Linked DNA regions of Mus musculus: all the other regions are linked to region 3. A link is a contact called in public HiChIP or PLAC-seq and promoter capture Hi-C data. All regions are on one chromosome and are shown on one strand. The core of a region is the stretch at or near the end of the contact, and the rest is flanking DNA. Distances in the headings are between cores, read along the strand shown.

Region 1 (3,945 bases), core at 301-2,800, 1.1 Mb before region 3:
AAAAAAGGTAATGAATGCTCAAGGATGCAGAGAGCAGCCACTTGAAACATATGGAGGGAGATGTGATGCCTAACCAGGTCGAGACTGGAGCATCAGAACCTAAATCAAGGAAGCCAGGGAATATTAACAGCCACAAGAAGCTGGAAAGAGCCTTTAGAACACATGGCCCTCCAATATCTCCATTTTGGATTTCCTTATTCTGCAACAGTAAAACAACATGTCTATTGTCTGAGTATAGCTAACTCGGGGAGGGGACTATTTGTTATAGCAGCCCTAGCAAACTAATACAGTCCTTGACAATACAATTCACAAAACTACGGTTAAAATATTCTATGAATTAAGATTTTGTTCTAAACAGGTCAAAATCTCTAGAAAGACTCTGTGAGCAGCCTTACTTAAGCAGCACTATCTGTGATGACCTTTTGAGTATTCGATGACTGAGGCAGATTTTTTTTTCCTTTTGAACCAAGCAAAATTACTGAAGAAAATTATGTTATAAATTTTACTTCCTAGAACTCCACTTACCTTGTGACTGTCTTATAATAAGCCTTTATCACATTTCATGTACTTCTTTTGCCTGGTAAATTGTTTAATGTCTCCCTATTAAGTTCTTTTTATCTTGAGATTAGCTTTTCTTCATGCTGCCTGATGCGTAATTACCGAGCAGTGGGGGCTGTGCAACTGAGAACTGATAGCACAACTGCTTAAAGCAGCTTAGTTTTTGGATAGCGAGTCATGTCAGCAAGATAAAGTTAAATAGAGCAAATTGCACGCCGAGTCTCTTTCAAGCTTTGAATGCATTCAGAATGAAAGTCTGGTACAATCCCTTTCGAACGTTACGTTCCATAGTAAACTATTCAAGTAGCTGATACCAGGCTGCTTCAAAATGTCCCACAATACTTTGTTCCTTTCTTTCTTTGGGTGCATAAAGAGGAAGGGTTGATGCTCGGAAGACCATTCGTGAAACTATGTCATAGATTCGCCAAAATGCAATGCAAGAAACCGAGGGTTGGGGGAGGGGGCGGACATCAGACCCTCCACCCTGGATCTGGCCCTCACTGCTTTTGTTCTGAGTTCCTGGCCCCCTCTCAGTTGTCCTGTTGCTTTAGTGGTTCGGGGTCAGGCAAAGGCCCGCACCACGCGGCCTCCGGAATCGCCCGCCCACGCGCGGCACACGGGTGGGGAGGAGCCTGGGTCGCTCTCTCACCGCCCCCCAGGGAAGATTTGCCCCATCCCGGCCGTCCTCCCCACTCCCGAGGCGGGTTTTGGCCGCGGAGGCGGTCGGGCAGAAAGGCCCGGGCAGGCCACCGACCTGGCGGGAAGGCCCAGCCCGCCTTCCCCGCCTTCCCGCCGCCGCCGCTGCGGGAAGGCGGGGGGCCTGCCGTCCCGGACGTCTGCTCGGCCACCGATTTTCAACCTACCCACGGGGCTAACGCTTCCCTAACTAGGAAGCCGCTTTCCCGCGCCGGTCGCCACACGCGTCTGCCGCCGCCGCTCCCGCCGAGAACCAGAGGCCGCGAATGGCTTCCCCTCCCCCCGCGCAACGTCAACGCGACGTCGGTCGTCGCCGTAATGTCTCGAGTATACGCGCATAGACATAGCAGGCATTGGCGCGCGCAGCCGCCGCCACGGCGCAGCCCGGTACCGGCCCAGCGCACGCCGCGGGTCTCTCGGGCTCAGGGCAGAGTGAGAGACGCTCTCTGCAAGGCATGTCTCGGGGCTCGGGCCGCCGTCAATATAGCTTTACTGCAGCGACACCCATGATGAGGCTGGGCGTCTGGGGCGCCTCATCCCTCTCTCCCACTGCGGGCCTCCCCAAGCTTGGCCGTGTATGCACGGCGGCGGGTCCTGTTAGTGCAGCCCGTGACTCGTCTCACTTGCGTGCTCCTGGTGTGCCTCCGTTTTACGTCCCCTGCGCCCTGGTCCTCGGCGGGTGGGCGCGTCTATTCTGAGGTGCGTGGTAGTGATGGCGGCGCTCAGCGAGGCTTTCCTGTCACTGGGTACTACTACTCCCAGCCCGCCTCGGAGCCGCCCGAGCCACCCCTCGGTCTTTAGTTTACGAGTGGCAATTTGACTTGCTCTGCTGCATGTCTGGAGGGATCGAGGAAAGTGTGGAGACGCCCCGGGGATTTAGGGATCGCAGTTTGGAAAGCAAGCCAGCCAAACAAATAAACAAAACCCACCCGCCCTAACAAATATGAGGCTGCTGGAGAGGGCGAGGAAAGAATGGTTCATGGTCGGGATAGTGGTGGCGATCGGCGCCGCTAAGCTCGAGCCGTCGGTCGGAGTGAACGGGGGTAAGTGCCGCACCTCCGCCGGCTGCAGCGCGCCGGCTCCCACTTCTGAACTCGTCGGCGAGTCCCCGGGAGGAGCGGCCGCCCTGGCTGCGGCACAGCCCTCTGTCTCGCAGCGGGAGAGAGGGGGGCTTTTAGCAGGTTCTTCTCACTTGCTAGCCCAGGAGGGAATTAGGAATGGGGCAGGGGAGTGGGAGTGCAGGTTGCCTTTTCTGCGGGCAATCAATGACTTCTGCTCAGTGCCGGAGTGAGGGTACAGAAACTGAAAGTTACTCCTCTCGTTCTTAGTAGCATCCCATCCCAAGGGACTATAGGTTGCCAGGAGTTCTTTATCTATCCTGGAATAGACCTCATTATCCAGTCTATTTCCGACTCCTCCCTTTTGCCGCCCCCCCCCCCCAAAAAAAAGTCTGTTGGAGAGAAAGGGGTTTGGGGGAGATTATTGGCGGGAGCGGCGGATAGGAGAAAAAGGAAAAAAGGATACCCTTGCTCCAAACTTCAATTTTTAGTGTGCCTTAGTTGCTGACTAAAACTCCCAATTGTACTGACACGTTGCACTCTTTCCTTACGGGACACTACTTCCGTGTGCTGCTGGGCTGCCGTTACTACAGCAGCCGTCCAACAGTTGCAGACTGTGTTAGACTATGCACACTGTATGTTTTGGCAGGGAAGTGTGGATGGGTTAAAACCTCCGCTCCAATCTCTGAATAGTAGGAGCTTTGTAATGTGACCTGTGGACACTGGTGGGAACATGGGACGTGTCACTGGCGTTTTATACCCTCTCCCCCACCTTCAGACAACCTTGTTCTGCTTTTCATAGATATTAATTGAGTTTCTTCAGTTCATATGTTTTTGACCTCATGAGTTAGGTTCCAGGTTTATTGGCAGATCGAATATATCAACCATGCAATGGACCCAAATAAGGACAGAAGAACACACAGTCTTTCCCAAGTAGGAGGTGCCCATGTAGATATTTGAAATTTTACCTTGTTATTAAAACCTTACAGAAGTGAATGGATGATCTCTCTGAATAGTGTTTTTTCTTTCCCCAGCCCTAATTTCTCCATTTAGAGTAACTTCTGGAATCGTTTGGATTGAATTATTTAAACAGTGATTTCGATAGGAAAGCTTTCTATATTTAATTTTTTCCCCTTTAAATTTAACATATTTTAAAATTTAAATGCAACATAGAGTATGTATAGTTACCAGTTAGTTTTAGAAACAACCTTTCTGTGAGCCTTTGGGAAACTGTTAAGTTGGGATTTTGAGTTCAGTCAAATGAAGGGGGAATCTCTTGTTCCTGGAGCTGGGAGAAGTGACATGCTCCTGTCTTTGAGGCTACTTACGATGCTCCACTGTACTGGTTACAGTGAGGCTAGATCTCTGCTCAGCATTGAGATGGAGTTCCTGCTGACGTGTGTGGCCTATAGCCCCGCATGTCTGGGTTTGCCAAATGCCTTTTCCCTTGCCTTCCCCAGTGCTGAGTGGACAGGAAGGTTGCTGATGGTGAATCAGTTCCCTAGAGTTTCTTGTTCTGGCAGATACAAGATGGACTCTGTGAGCTCAGTTGTTCCCTTGGATTCTGCTTATTGAACTTTTTTACACTATTGTGTCTTAGAAATACTGTTTCATTTTCCAACAATCCTTATGG
Region 2 (4,108 bases), core at 66-2,565, 1.2 Mb after region 3:
TTTCTCGGGGAGGGGAGATTTAACAGCTCCATGAGAATCTGATACAGATAATAAAAGAAGGCTCTTTCTCCCTGTTTCACTCCACCCTTGCTAAATGGAAATAACAACAACCAAAGTATGCAGCCAGTTTTGAGCTGGAAAACTGGGCTTCTCTAACAGGCAACGAGGCCTACAAGGGAGGCAGTCTGCAATATGGAGGGAGAAAGTTTGGCCGCCGAGTGGACGTCAGGGTGGGAGTGGACCGCACCCGGTCCGGAGCCCGCCGGCCGAGAGACGGATCGAGGAAAAGGAGGGCGGGATTCGTGGAAGAGCCAACCGGGCGCGCAGGCTGCTGCAGCGGGGCAGACGGTGACCTGACCTGTACTTACATAACGCTTCAACTTCTTCTCCGGGGGCGACTTGCGGAGCCATCCCGAGCAAACCACTTCGCCGCCGCTCATGGTGCACGCCGTGAGGACTCGAGGACCAGACACCAAAGGGGTCGGTGGACACAGTGGACGCGCTCCGTGCACGGCGGGCACGGCAGTCAAACGCAGCCCAGAGGACGTCTCAGATTCCCCCGACGGGGCGGCCCGGCTCCCCGCGCCCTGTGTCGGCGATCGAACCTCTCCCGCAGATTCGCGGACTGAAGAGGAACTCGATCGGGAACCGCGGGGACCAGGGCTCGCCGACCTTCTTTCAGTGCGCCCTCCTGGCCGCCAGGCGCGCCGTCCCGCCGCCTAGGCAGCGGTCGGGCTCCGCTGGGACTCTGTCCGGACAGGGAGCCCAGAACTGGAAGCCCTGCGCTCCGCCCCTTGGAAACGGGACCTCCCGCGGGTGCTCCCCGCTGCGGACCCCACGCTGCACGCGCACACACAATGCCCGCGCGCGGTGTCCGCTCCGCTCCGCTCCGCCCGTTGGCGCATTCACACTGAGAGGGGCTCGATCTTCTCTTTCCCTCTGCTCGGAAAAGGGCGCCTGGGAAGGCGTGCGGCGTCCGGGTGGCAGCCGGCACAGGGGCAGGTCCTGATCAGCCTAGGGAGTTCGCGGACCAGCAGCGAGGGTCAGGGCGTCGCCGGGCGTCGGGGAGGTCGCGGGTCCGCGGTGGGAGGGTGGGTCTGCGCTCCAGCCTCGGATGAGGGCGGGGATCAGCACAGGGACGAGGCGCAGGGCGGCTCTGCTTCGGGGAGGGACCCCTCTGTCCTGTCCCCTGCGCTCCTCCCCCACCCCGGGGGCGCGCGGCGGGTTCGGGGAGGCGCGGCCTGGGCCCCGGCCCTCCTCCTCCTAGCCTTTCTGCCTCCCCTTCCCACGATCGGTCGCCTCTAGCTTCAGCCCAGACTTTCTCTGAAACTCCTCCGGAGCGCTTCCAGCCAAAACAACAAGGGCTGGGGAGGCGGGGCCGGCGCTGGGAGGGAGCGAGATGGCAGAGGCACCCTGGGATCTGTAGTCAGCAGGCGCGCTGGGGTCCTCGCCGCCCCGCCGCCCCGGGCCCGCGCGCTATGGAAGGCGGCGGTCTCCGGGAACGCAGCGCCACCCCAGTGTGAGAGCGGGAGTGCCGGGCACTCTCGCCAGCTCCGACTGAGTTTGCCATCTTGACAACCCCCAGGGTCAGGAGTTTGTACTCGGCTGTGCCTTCGCGATCCAGAGTTTTCGGAAGGATTTCCCTACTTGACAGTCTGAAAAAATAACCCAGCCAGGAGGAGAACTCACTCAAGCGGGTCCTGGCTGCTCGAGAGACTGAAGGACTGCGTCTCCCGGACCAGGAGCGCGCTAGGACCCTCACTGTGCACCCAGAGACCAAGGGGGTGGGGGACCTCCTGGGTGCCTAGGGCCTGACCCAGGAGCTGTTCTACCGAGTGATGCTACCGCTTAGCCTCCACAAAGCGTTCAGCTGCGTGTATCTCTAAGACAGGATAAAGTCTCACACTGCTTCCACTCATGGGCTGTTTCTTCCAGTTGGCGTTGTGTTTGTTTAAAACCTGCGCTAGGATGTTGGACAGGAAAAGAAATCATTCTGGGTACCCTAATTCTATTTGCCTTTTTGTGTGTTTTACAGTTATTATATCTGGGCTGAGTTTGACACAGTCTTGTAACAGACTCTTCTTTACGGGTGTGTTTGAAACAAAGCCTTGGAACAAATTTTAGAAGGCAATATAATCAGACAAAAATTTTAAAGAGTTGGGCATGGTGATGCATGTCTTTAATTCCAGCGCTTGGGAGGCCGAGGCAGGCAGATTTCTGTGAGTTTAAGGCCAGTTTTGTCCACAAAGTGAGTTCTAAGGCGACCAGGACTACATAAAGAGGCCCTGTCTCAAAAAGGGAGTTTGTGTGAAAATACAAATAGATAAACAAGCATTTCTGAGAAGCATGAGTTTGGGGCTCTCCTAATAAATGTGTGTTCTGAGTCTGAAACCTTGGGGGTCGTAAAGAGGAAAAGGTGCTGGGAGCCCTGCCTGGCAGAACCCCTGTAATCCCAGGCCTGCCAAGGTAGGTAGGGGAGGGGGAGGGAAAGAAAGACTAGAGAGAGACATGGAGGCAGGAGTGAAGAAATTAAAGAAAGAAAAGAAAAGTAGATGCTAAGTTAATAATAAGACAAAAGCCCTTGCATATAAGAAGAGACAGTGCCCTTTGTTTTTGCCATAAAGTGCTTTTGAAATGGAAAAGTGTAATCTATCTTGTATTATTTAACTTTTGGAATTTCAAATAGAGCTTTTTTCCCAAATAAGTTTCACTTATTCCATTTCTATATACAAAAATCTACACCTGCAGTTAGAAACTTACACCTGCAACCCCAGCACTTGGGAAACTGAGGCAGGAGGATTATTGTGAGTTCTAGGTCAGCCTAAGCTTGATAGAGTATAAGAACCAATCTCCAAAAAAGAAGATGAATTTAAAGTGTTGCATTAAGACCTGGCAAATGGCTCTGGGTGAAGAACACTGGCTGCTCTTGCAGAGAATCTGGATTTTACTCTTAAACCTCTATGGTCCCAGAAGGTCAGCTATCCTTTTCCAGTCTCCATAGGTATCAGGCATGCACATGGATCACAGGCATACATGTAAGCAAAACACACATACACACATACACATAAAATGAATAATTTTTAAAAGTATTGCCTAAGATTTATGCTTGAGCCCATGAGATATGCCTCCACATATTGCACAAGCAGCAAAAGGAGACTGAGTGACACACCAGGCATAGCTTGAACATAGGAAATTTCAAAGCCCTCCCGCTCCAAACACGCACATACTTCCTCCAACAAGGCCACGCCTCCTAATAGTGCCACTCCTTATGGACTAAGCATTCAAACACATGAGTCTATGGGGACTATACATATTCAAACCACCACACATTATTATATAAAAAATTATATATTATATTTAAATTATACCACTTTCACATCATGTATTGAATCATATTTATGTATGTGCATTATAAGATTTGCAGTGTGATGGCGCATGCTTCTGATGTTAGCATGTAGATGGCTGAGGCAGTGTGAGAACCTCTCCAAAAAAAATAAATGAATAAATAAGTAAATAATTGGCATTCTGGGAAATGCTATTATATATAAATGGGCTGAGTTTTATTCCACAGCAAATGTTTACAGAATGTCTGATACTGGAATACCATAGTGAGGAAGGGTAGACACGTTCTCTCCTCCTCTATCTTGGAAAGAAAAAAATATTACAGGTAATTAACCTCCAAATGTCTATAATTTAGTTGATACATTTTATGGAAGAAAAATATATAAATATTTAGGCATATGTTGGAGAATTCACCCTTCAAGAGGGGAGGGGGAGTAGGTTGAGATTGACTCCTTTGAGCTAAAGACTTCACACAGAACTCTCAGGACCCATAGGTGCAGCATACAGCTTGGAGAAGCCACAGACAATGTAGATCCACAGGTGCTGGGGCTGCTAGGAGCTAGAAAAGAACTGGATACATTCGGCAACAAAGAGAGTGAGCACAGCATTAACCCTGGGTGAGAACCCCGAGGCAGCCAGAGAGGAACGCAGGTGCCTGCTTGGAGGGTGTTTTGTTTTGTCTTGAGACTTGTTCTTATGAATCCTCTGCTAGCCTTATCTTGGATGGCCTTGCGCTTTTGATCCTCCAGCCTTTGCCTCATTGGAG
Region 3 (4,201 bases), core at 1,109-3,608:
TAAGTTAAATTACTGTGATTGAAAATAAAGATATTTTATAATGAAAGGCATTTAGTTTCCCTTAAGTATCTCAGAGAAACCTTGAGACTTTAGAAGATGGTGTTACTTCGTTAAAAAAAAGGAAGTACGGGCTGGAGAGATGGCTCAGTGGTTAAGAACACTGACTGCTCTTCCGAAGGTCCTAAGTTTAAATCCCAGCAACTACATGGTGGCTCACAACCATCTGTAATGAGATCTGATGATGCCTTCTTCTGGTATGTCTGAAGACAGCTACAGTGAACTTAGATATAATAATAAATAAAATCTTTTTTAAAAAAAGAAAGTACATTTAAGTAATGAAAATCTGGCTATGCCTTAAGGTGGAAAATATACAGGAAACACTATCACACACGTTTAGTGCATATAAATTGAGCAAAGATTTTATTTGAAGGATGAGAAAATTAATGCAATGCAATCTTGCACATTTCAATCACAAAGAACAAATTTTGAAAGTTTTAAAAATTATCAAGCTATGAGCAATGTAATGTTAACCTTTATACATATTCCCCACAAATACATATGGGATATGAAGTTAGTCCCATAATTTCTTATTGAAGGAATATCAAAACCAGTATCAGAAGGCATTGCCTTCTCTGTGCACACACAGTCTGTTAATTGATCATATAGTACCTACTCACTTTAGGAAATGTATTTAAAGCACAAGTTTAGATATTAGTAAAAGAAACTATAGGTCTACAAGGTTGAATTCATTTTGGACCTGGGGAAGCACAGCTGGTAGAATGCTTGTTTAGCATGCATGAAGCTGAGTTTCATTCCCAGTGCCACACAGAACAGGATGTGGTGGCATACCAGTGATCTTAGTATTTGGGGAGGGTGGCAGGAGGCAAGATGGCCAGGAATTCCAGGTCATCTTTGGCTATATGGCAAGTTCAAAGCCTGACTGGGGTATATGGAGTATGCCTCTTAAACTAAGTCAAACAAAAAACAAAACCCTGGATTTCTCAAAGTGTTTCCCCTGTACAAGTAAACATTTTAAATTTGGGTCAAGGATTTTTAAAAAAAAAATTATTTAGCTTGCGATATATTTTCTAAAAATAGCACATTTATAGGAATATTTAAATATTAATAGCTTACATTTTAAGTAACGTGTTGCAATCCTACCACCTGGCATGTCTTGGCACCATTCCCAAGAATGCCTACACCTTTAAACCTAAGGTAATTTACCACTTTTCTTTTTCCAACACAACGTCAAGACCGAAGTTCTAATAAATTTAAATGATACGAGATGCTATTGTATGCTAGTAAAATAAAATTCTGACGTCCCAAGAGGTTAAGTTCCGGATTCGCAAACCCAATTGGACTGCTCAGGTCGGATTCCCCGTAGCGTTATCACCGAATTAAAAAAAAAAAAAAAAAAAAAAAAAAGAAGTAATTTCTTCTAACAGGGACAGCTCTTTGTGTGGCAGAGCGCAGCTGCTGTGACAGAATGAGCAGGCATGCCCTTGGCAAAGCCAGATCTTGTCAGAGTGTGAGCTGTCCCAATTTCAATCAACTGTCAACGCTTCATTGAGGGTCAAAATGGCTTAGGCTGGCGGCTCCAAGGGCCTCGGGTGAGGTGCCCGGTTTTCTGCTCTAAGCGTTTAGCCACCCCTAAGAAAACGCTAGGAGGGGAGGCCCTGAGTGGGGTGCGGACAGGTGCGTCCTCTGGAACTACACAAAGGGCCGGCGGCACCGCCACTGAGCCCCTAGCAACTGCACGCAAGCTGCGCTCGCGCGCTTTCCGCCGCCCCACGGCGCTCAGGGCGGGAGGCTCGCCGGGAGGGCGGGGCAGCGCGCGCAGGTCAGCGGCGTAAGCGACAGACACCCTCGGGCCTGCTCGCGGACGCGGCCTGGGAAGCGCGAAGGCAGTTCTAGGTTCGGCACCGCTAGCATTGTAGGGATTTGTAGTCCGCGAGCCCGTGGGGCACCTCCCCTCCGGGTAGGCCGACCCAGGCGTCCCCGCCCTCTGCACGAGGACTTCCTGCCGCGGCTTAAACTACAACTCCCGTCGTCCGCTGCGCCGAGGGCTGAAAGCGAAAACAAATTCTAGGCTGCGAGGTTGCTGCCCTCCGCCCGGCGCCCCTTCCCGCTCCCCGCCCCTCAGGCGCCCTCCGGCGAGGTGGGGAGACGAGCGGCCGTGGCTTTCTCTCCGCGTTTCCTCGGTTCTCGGCGTGGGGTGCGTGCGGGAGACGCAGGCCTCGCTTAATCTCAGCCGGGCGCGCCGCCGGGGCTTTTCTCGCCTCACACCGGTCGAGACCCGGAAACTTGTGGGGGCGGCGACCCCCGGGCTGCCCGCGGGCGCGTGTCCCTCCGCGGAGGCGGCCGCGTGCGGATGGCCATGCACTAGGCTGGGCTCACCTATGCTCCGGGAGAGCGCCGGCCACCGCCTCGGGCCGCTGCCGCCACCGCCTCTTCCTGCCGCCGCTCGCCGTGTCCGCGTCGGAGCCGGAGCCCGAGCCGCAGCCTGCCCCAGGCCCGGGCGTCGAGCAGCCGGCGGCGCGGCCATGTGGGGCTAGTTCGCCCCGCGCACGCTGCAGCGGACCGGCAACATGGAGGCAGCCGTCGGCGCGCCCGACGGCGTGGACCAGGGCGGCGTGGGGCCGCTGGAGGATGAGACGCCCATGGACGCCTATCTGCGCAAACTGGGCTTGTATCGGAAATTGGTCGCCAAGGACGGGTCGTGCTTGTTCCGGGCTGTGGCCGAGCAGGTAAAGGACCCGGGCCGGAGCCGGGCGGGCGCGGGGCTGGGTGCGACATGCCGCCCGCAGCTGCCTGGCCGCCCACGGCGGGGCTGCGCGTGGCTCGCTGTCGTCACAGCGGCCCATTGTAACGCCGGCACGGGACCGAGTGAGGACATCTCGGGCGGCCTGCTCGCAGCCTGACCGCCAGGGACCCAGCGACATGCTGTTTTTGAGTTGTGTTCCGCGTTCACCTGCGCTCAGTTTTTAGCAGCCGAGTGTTCCCACTAGTTAACCTCATGTTTACTGGAGGAGGTGCGGCACTCAGTGTGACTGCTTCACATTTTTTTTTTCCTGTTGCTGGACTTTGGAATGCGGGGTAGTCGGTCTCACCGGTGTCACTCGAAACAGGCGGCCAACTTTGCTGTTTAAGGAAAGCAGTCTTCCTGTATAGGGTCTTCCCAGTGACTTAATCTTGAGTAGGTCCCATACTATACTATGTTGGAATCAGGCAAGAATTTACTCTTCTAAAGGCCTTTAAGTAATAGGATGGATTTTCAGTATAGGCACATGTCGGGTTTTTTTTTTTGTTTCCGTTTTTTGTTTTGTTTTCCTTATTGGTCAAAAATTATTCCCAGTACAGATCGAACATTTTACCAAAGAGAAGTGAGTTAGAACTCAGGAGTGGGACGAGTTCCAGGGAAGAATACTCAAGGCTTTTCTTTTTTGAGAGCGAGCCCTTTTCCCCATGTTATGTAATCAGATGTAGGTGTGGGGTCACCAAAACCCATCCTATATTTGAAGACTAGCTGCTAAAGTAGTTGGATTAAAAAAGTTTCACATTACTGCTCCAGTTTGTATTTCATACCATTTACAGTTTGCTTTCCTTTGGCTTAATCTGGAGTTTTTATGGTTTTGTCCCCTCCCGCCCGCCCCCTTTTGTGAGCTAACTAGCTTTTAAGATTTCTGTTTTAGAATCACCAGGCTATGTATTTTTCAGAGTATGTAAATATGGAACACTTTGCACTTATGACAGGTATGTCCATTGAAACATTCTTTGATGCTTCCCAAACCATCCTACCATTTGATATCTCTTATTTTCAGAAATGTAGGAAGCTCCAGTGTGGGTGCTGTTTCCAGCCCAGTCTTTACTGTTACATAGGTAAACAGTCTGCTCCATTTGTGAGTTTTCCAGATGAAGAAGATTGTCTCCTTGTCTCAGCCTTCTTGGCCTCTAGCACCTCTAGAAGCTGAAGAGGGGAAGTGAAGTCATCCCATGGTGTCGGTTTATATTATAGTGCATTAGCAAGTTTGTGGAGGATGGAGGTAGAGGTTAGTGTTTGGAGTTGAGTTATCCAGGCCTATTTAAAGTGAGACAGAAAGGTGTGTTTCTGCCCATGAGACATGCCACAGATCCTTGGGGATAGAAGAGCAGCTTGGGGGACTCAGTGTCTGCACAGTGGGCAAGAGCTAGTTGCACTAAA
Region 4 (3,846 bases), core at 952-3,451, 1.3 Mb after region 3:
GATTATATTTTATGTGTAAGGCATGTGTCTCAAAGGAAAAAAATCCAAATATACAACTCTAAAAATGTTATCAATGTTTAATGTGAAGATTAAGTAACAAATCAATTAAAGATTTTTTACTTAAACTAGCTTCATTTCCTCCGAATTTTTCTAAGAGTTAGAAATTTACCATTACACTTACTAGTTTAGAACCACCAGATCTTACTTCTGAAATATCTAATACCTTAAAAAATTATAATTTTAATGTTAGCACAAAATTCCTTCCTAACGCTTTGTTTTAGAAAACTTTCCGCCGCAGCCAAAGAGAACCTATTTTTGAATTACAGTACTGCAAGGCACATTCAGAGACTCACCTCCTTTAAAACACATAGGAGATACACTCCCTGAAACAGGATTTTAAAGTCCTTGGACAACTGGAAATCCTACAAAGTTCAGTTAAAACCCCTGCCCTCTGGCGTCATGCACCTTGTGTGAATTCACTTGCCACGTGTGTAAATGACACTTGTTCCTGAATCTGGAGTGCAACGCCGAGGACAGCGGAGACAGCAGCCCAGAGACTGGCAGCTGGGGTGGAAGGTGCTATCGCCTCCAGAGACTCACCATCTCTACTATTTTCAAAGACTTGAATTTAATATTGGGGTAATTATACCAGAAATAAGAATTTCATTTTTCTTAAGATATATCTAGCATCAATTTTTGTACAAAGAATGATAAGTGAATTATTTTGTTCAGTACAACTGAAAATACACCATTTAAATCCTTCTACCAAATTTAATGCAGCTTAATTAGGGAGCAGGTATGCCTTTTCCTCTAAATACTTGTGGCCAAACATGTCTAACTGTAACTGCAAATGAGTTTAAGAGGTAGATTTTTTTTTTCCATGATGAATTTTTGTCAAGAAAATAAAAACAACCACTGAGTATATTTTCTTAAAGTATTCGGGTCTAATGAAAAGAAAAATAAAAGATAGATATGCTATAGGTTACAGCCTGACATTTTAACAGCCACAGTATTGGATGTTTTGTGACCAGATACATTTTCAGTTCTCTCAGGGTCAAAATACGAGTCTGCCAACTGTATTGAAGCCTCCTCCACCGCCCCCACCAGTTGGCCCACAGCTTCCTGGTGGGTCATTGTCATCAAATCCATTGGGTCGGAACGAACAGGAAGCAGATGCAGCTTGCAGGGCCCGGGCTCGAGCATTCAATTCTTGTTCCTAAAATTCAAAGTAATGTTTATAAAATTAATTTGCTAAGTAGAATGGATGAGTATGGCGCGCACACACACCTTCTCAAACTGTGTTAGTCTCTACCAAGCAAGCATACTTCATTTCAAAACTCTGACACCAAGACATGCACATGTCTTTAATCCCAGTACTCAGGAGGAAGAGACAGGTGATCTTTGAGGACAGCCTCATCAACAGAGATTTCTAGGACATCTGGGGCTACACAGAGAAACCCTGTTTGAAAAAAACTAAACAAAATAAAATAAAATAAAATAAAATAAAAACTGACATCTATCTTTGCTATCTCCCACTAAAGTACATAGTTACCTTTGGAGGCAGAGAGGACAAATTCCTCACGTAACTGTAGTAACAAATAAATACTTTACAACAGAGGAGGGTCAACTCCTGTGAAACATCTAGTACAAAAGGAATGGAATTCTTCAACCCATTTTATTAGTGTGTGAGTATGACAGGTTGGAAATGATGCCTGAAGTTCCCCTCTACTGCTTCCTGAGGTTAGAGAGTCAGGCAGATTTGGAGGAACAGCAGTAAGTAAGTGAGGCCTATCTCTGTACAGAACTCTCCCCACTAGTTTATTTGAAAGTTTCCCAGGAAATCAATGATGTTTGCCTATGTGTCAAGTACATGTCAGATGCTTAATAAAGACTAATGCTCTTATTTTAGAACATCATTAGTTACTGGGAAGCTGAGATGGCCTAATGATGAGTTCCACATTTGGAGCCCACATGGTAGAAGAACTGACTCCCACAAACTTCTCTTTCTTCTACATGTGAACAACATGTATGCACACACATACTCATTCAAAAAAATGTATAATTAAAATCATTATTCAGTTTTACAAAGCGCATCTGTGAATAAATAACGGCAGAATCACAAGGTAGGGTGCAAAACTGGCCCTAAATCAACAATGAGAAGAATGGCTGCTCATGGTCAAATGCCACATGGCTCGAAGAGATGGGTAAGCCAGAGCAATCTGTGGACTTGGACTGTATCCAAGGAGGAGTAGCTGTGGTTATATAATGTGCCTGCCAGCTCAATTGTGGAAACCAGCCAGCTTCTCATCTGATAAACATTGTAACATTGATAATCTGTTTTCTTCAGAAGGAAGGGCATACCGGGCCTTGTAGTATACTACATTTTTTTTATACATCTTCCTATTTTGTCTTAGTGCTCTGTTCTTCTCACAACCTCCAACCTTCAAATACTGTGATCTGTAAGGCTGAGTGACACAGGCAAGGAAGAGATGACCCGATACATTCTATTTCTTTTACCTGGATATTAAGCCATCTGCATAAGTGTTAATGGTAAGTCAGTCTAGTTCTAATATTCTAATTATTTTGCTAAGTTAATTTTTGTAACACTAGAACACTGCCATACCCCTTTTAAAATGTATCATGTATCATCCTTTAGATAGTTTGTAATTCAGTACATTTGAAAGCCTTTGAATAGCCCTGTAATTTCATTTATAAGTTACTGTGGTTCCTTTTCTGTTTTGTGGACAAGGTCTCCTTAGGTGTCACATGCCAGCCTCCAACTGGCAATCAATCTTCCTGCCTCCAGTCCCTTCCTGTTTGACTTGCTGGCATGCCCCATCACACCTAGCTTCTGGTGGCTCTTTTTGTTGATAGAAAGTTGAGAAATTTCTCTCTCTCTCTCTCATACATATACACAAAACCAAACAAATTTGAGGACCAATTAACATCAAAGGAAGTAGTTTCTTGAAAAGGACATACTCTTGACAAAGCCCTCTCATGAAACTTTTGCTCCATAGCTTTTCCTCAGTAAATGTTCTTTATTCCTTGGCTCTGTGGTAAATCTTTGAAGAACACAAACATCCTTCACATTTTCATTAAATTCTTTATCTGATTCATCTGAATGTTAATACATTTTCCTTAAAATATGGACAAAAAGAGCCTGCAGGAGTTAAAGTTCAGCCTGTTTGCTGTGCAGGCCTAAGGGTCTGTGTTCAATAGAACCCATGGAGGTGGATGGAAAGAACTGACTGTACAGTTGCCTCTGACCTCCATGGCTGTACCACACCCCACAATAAAAACGGAAAAAAACTCCAAACAAACAAAAAACAAAAAACCCCTCTTTTGCGGGTAGGAGGAACTGAGGGGCAGGAGGAAACAGAACATTGCATCAAGTTTCTGTTTCTATATGGCATGATTTGATAATACTTTGTAACTAACATGACATCATTTGCAGTTATAAACAACTGAGGCACAGCTTTGCAATTAAAAATAAAGTCTTATATATTGCAGATAACCGGCAATATTTCATACTATATGTATGACGAGTGGAAATACATACATCCAATCTTAGGCTTCAGTATCCTTGGAAAATGTGTCAACTTTAAAGTTAGACCATTGGATTAAGTCTGTTACTCAGTACTGTTCAGAAATGCTATCTATGCTTGCAACTCACCTGCAAATACAGCTTGTTGTCCTTTGTTATGGCATCCATCAGCTCTTTCTGTAGGGGTGGATCTCCATTGGCCCAGACACCACTGGCTGGATTGTCACTGTCTATGCCATTAGCTCTGCTTTGTTTTTTGTACAAAAGCACATAAGCTGTGTCTTTTGGAAACCTACTTGTGA

The links. Promoter capture Hi-C pulls out the DNA fragments that hold promoters and counts their contacts. HiChIP or PLAC-seq counts read pairs in DNA pulled down with a chosen protein or histone mark.
Region 1: a contact with region 3 is called in a promoter capture Hi-C map of hippocampal neurons, with 2.1 times the contacts expected there. The contact joins the promoter of Rbmxl1 here to the promoter of Otud4 in region 3. A contact is called at or near these places in 4 of 39 promoter capture datasets (the C10 cell line, hippocampal neurons, neutrophils and 1 more), 4 of 484 Hi-C or Micro-C datasets (B cells, CD4 T cells, embryonic stem cells and 1 more) and 2 of 9 other capture datasets (adipose tissue and liver).
Region 2: an H3K27ac HiChIP or PLAC-seq map of embryonic stem cells shows a contact between it and region 3, with 7 times the contacts expected there. The contact joins the promoter of Gab1 here to the promoter of Otud4 in region 3. A contact is called at or near these places in 4 of 39 promoter capture datasets (hippocampal neurons, liver and second pharyngeal arch cranial neural crest), 3 of 484 Hi-C or Micro-C datasets (all in embryonic stem cells), 3 of 115 datasets of contacts at active chromatin or transcription factors (astrocytes, embryonic stem cells and stem cell-derived neural progenitor cells) and 1 of 9 other capture datasets (adipose tissue).
Region 4: a contact with region 3 is called in a promoter capture Hi-C map of pre-B cells. The contact joins the enhancer-like site here to the promoter of Otud4 in region 3. A contact is called at or near these places in 7 of 39 promoter capture datasets (the C10 cell line, embryonic stem cells, hippocampal neurons and 3 more) and 2 of 9 other capture datasets (adipose tissue and embryonic stem cells).

What each region holds. Positions count from the first base shown.
Region 1 is chr8:78,507,378-78,511,322 of GRCm38.p6, forward strand. Rbmxl1 (RNA binding motif protein, X-linked like-1) reads right to left here and starts at 1,551. Exons shown (of 2, transcript NM_001252089.1): 1 at 1,422-1,551. It overlaps Slc10a7 (solute carrier family 10 (sodium/bile acid cotransporter family), member 7), which reads left to right and starts at 1,951. Exons shown (of 12, transcript NM_029736.2): 1 at 1,951-2,297. The coding sequence starts at 2,198.
Region 2 is chr8:80,879,164-80,883,271 of GRCm38.p6, forward strand. Gab1 (growth factor receptor bound protein 2-associated protein 1) reads right to left here and starts at 1,316. Exons shown (of 10, transcript NM_021356.2): 1 at 369-1,316. The coding sequence starts at 440.
Region 3 is chr8:79,637,318-79,641,518 of GRCm38.p6, forward strand. Otud4 (OTU domain containing 4) reads left to right here and starts at 2,359. Exons shown (of 21, transcript NM_001256033.1): 1 at 2,359-2,747. The coding sequence starts at 2,589. Gm51579 reads right to left here and starts at 2,588. Exons shown (of 1, transcript XM_030243905.1): 1 at 398-2,588. The coding sequence starts at 2,545. The coding sequence ends at 2,036.
Region 4 is chr8:80,980,765-80,984,610 of GRCm38.p6, forward strand. It overlaps Usp38 (ubiquitin specific peptidase 38), which reads right to left. Exons shown (of 10, transcript NM_027554.2): 9 at 3,674-3,846; 10 at 1-1,216. The coding sequence ends at 1,055. Among named protein-coding and RNA genes, the nearest start is that of Usp38, 32 kb to the right of the region's middle. Within about 2 kb of position 2,202, at least 39 of the 459 cell types and tissues checked have an H3K27ac peak or open chromatin away from gene starts, as enhancers often do. A contact at or near this core is called in adipose tissue, liver and pre-B cells, where this site is marked.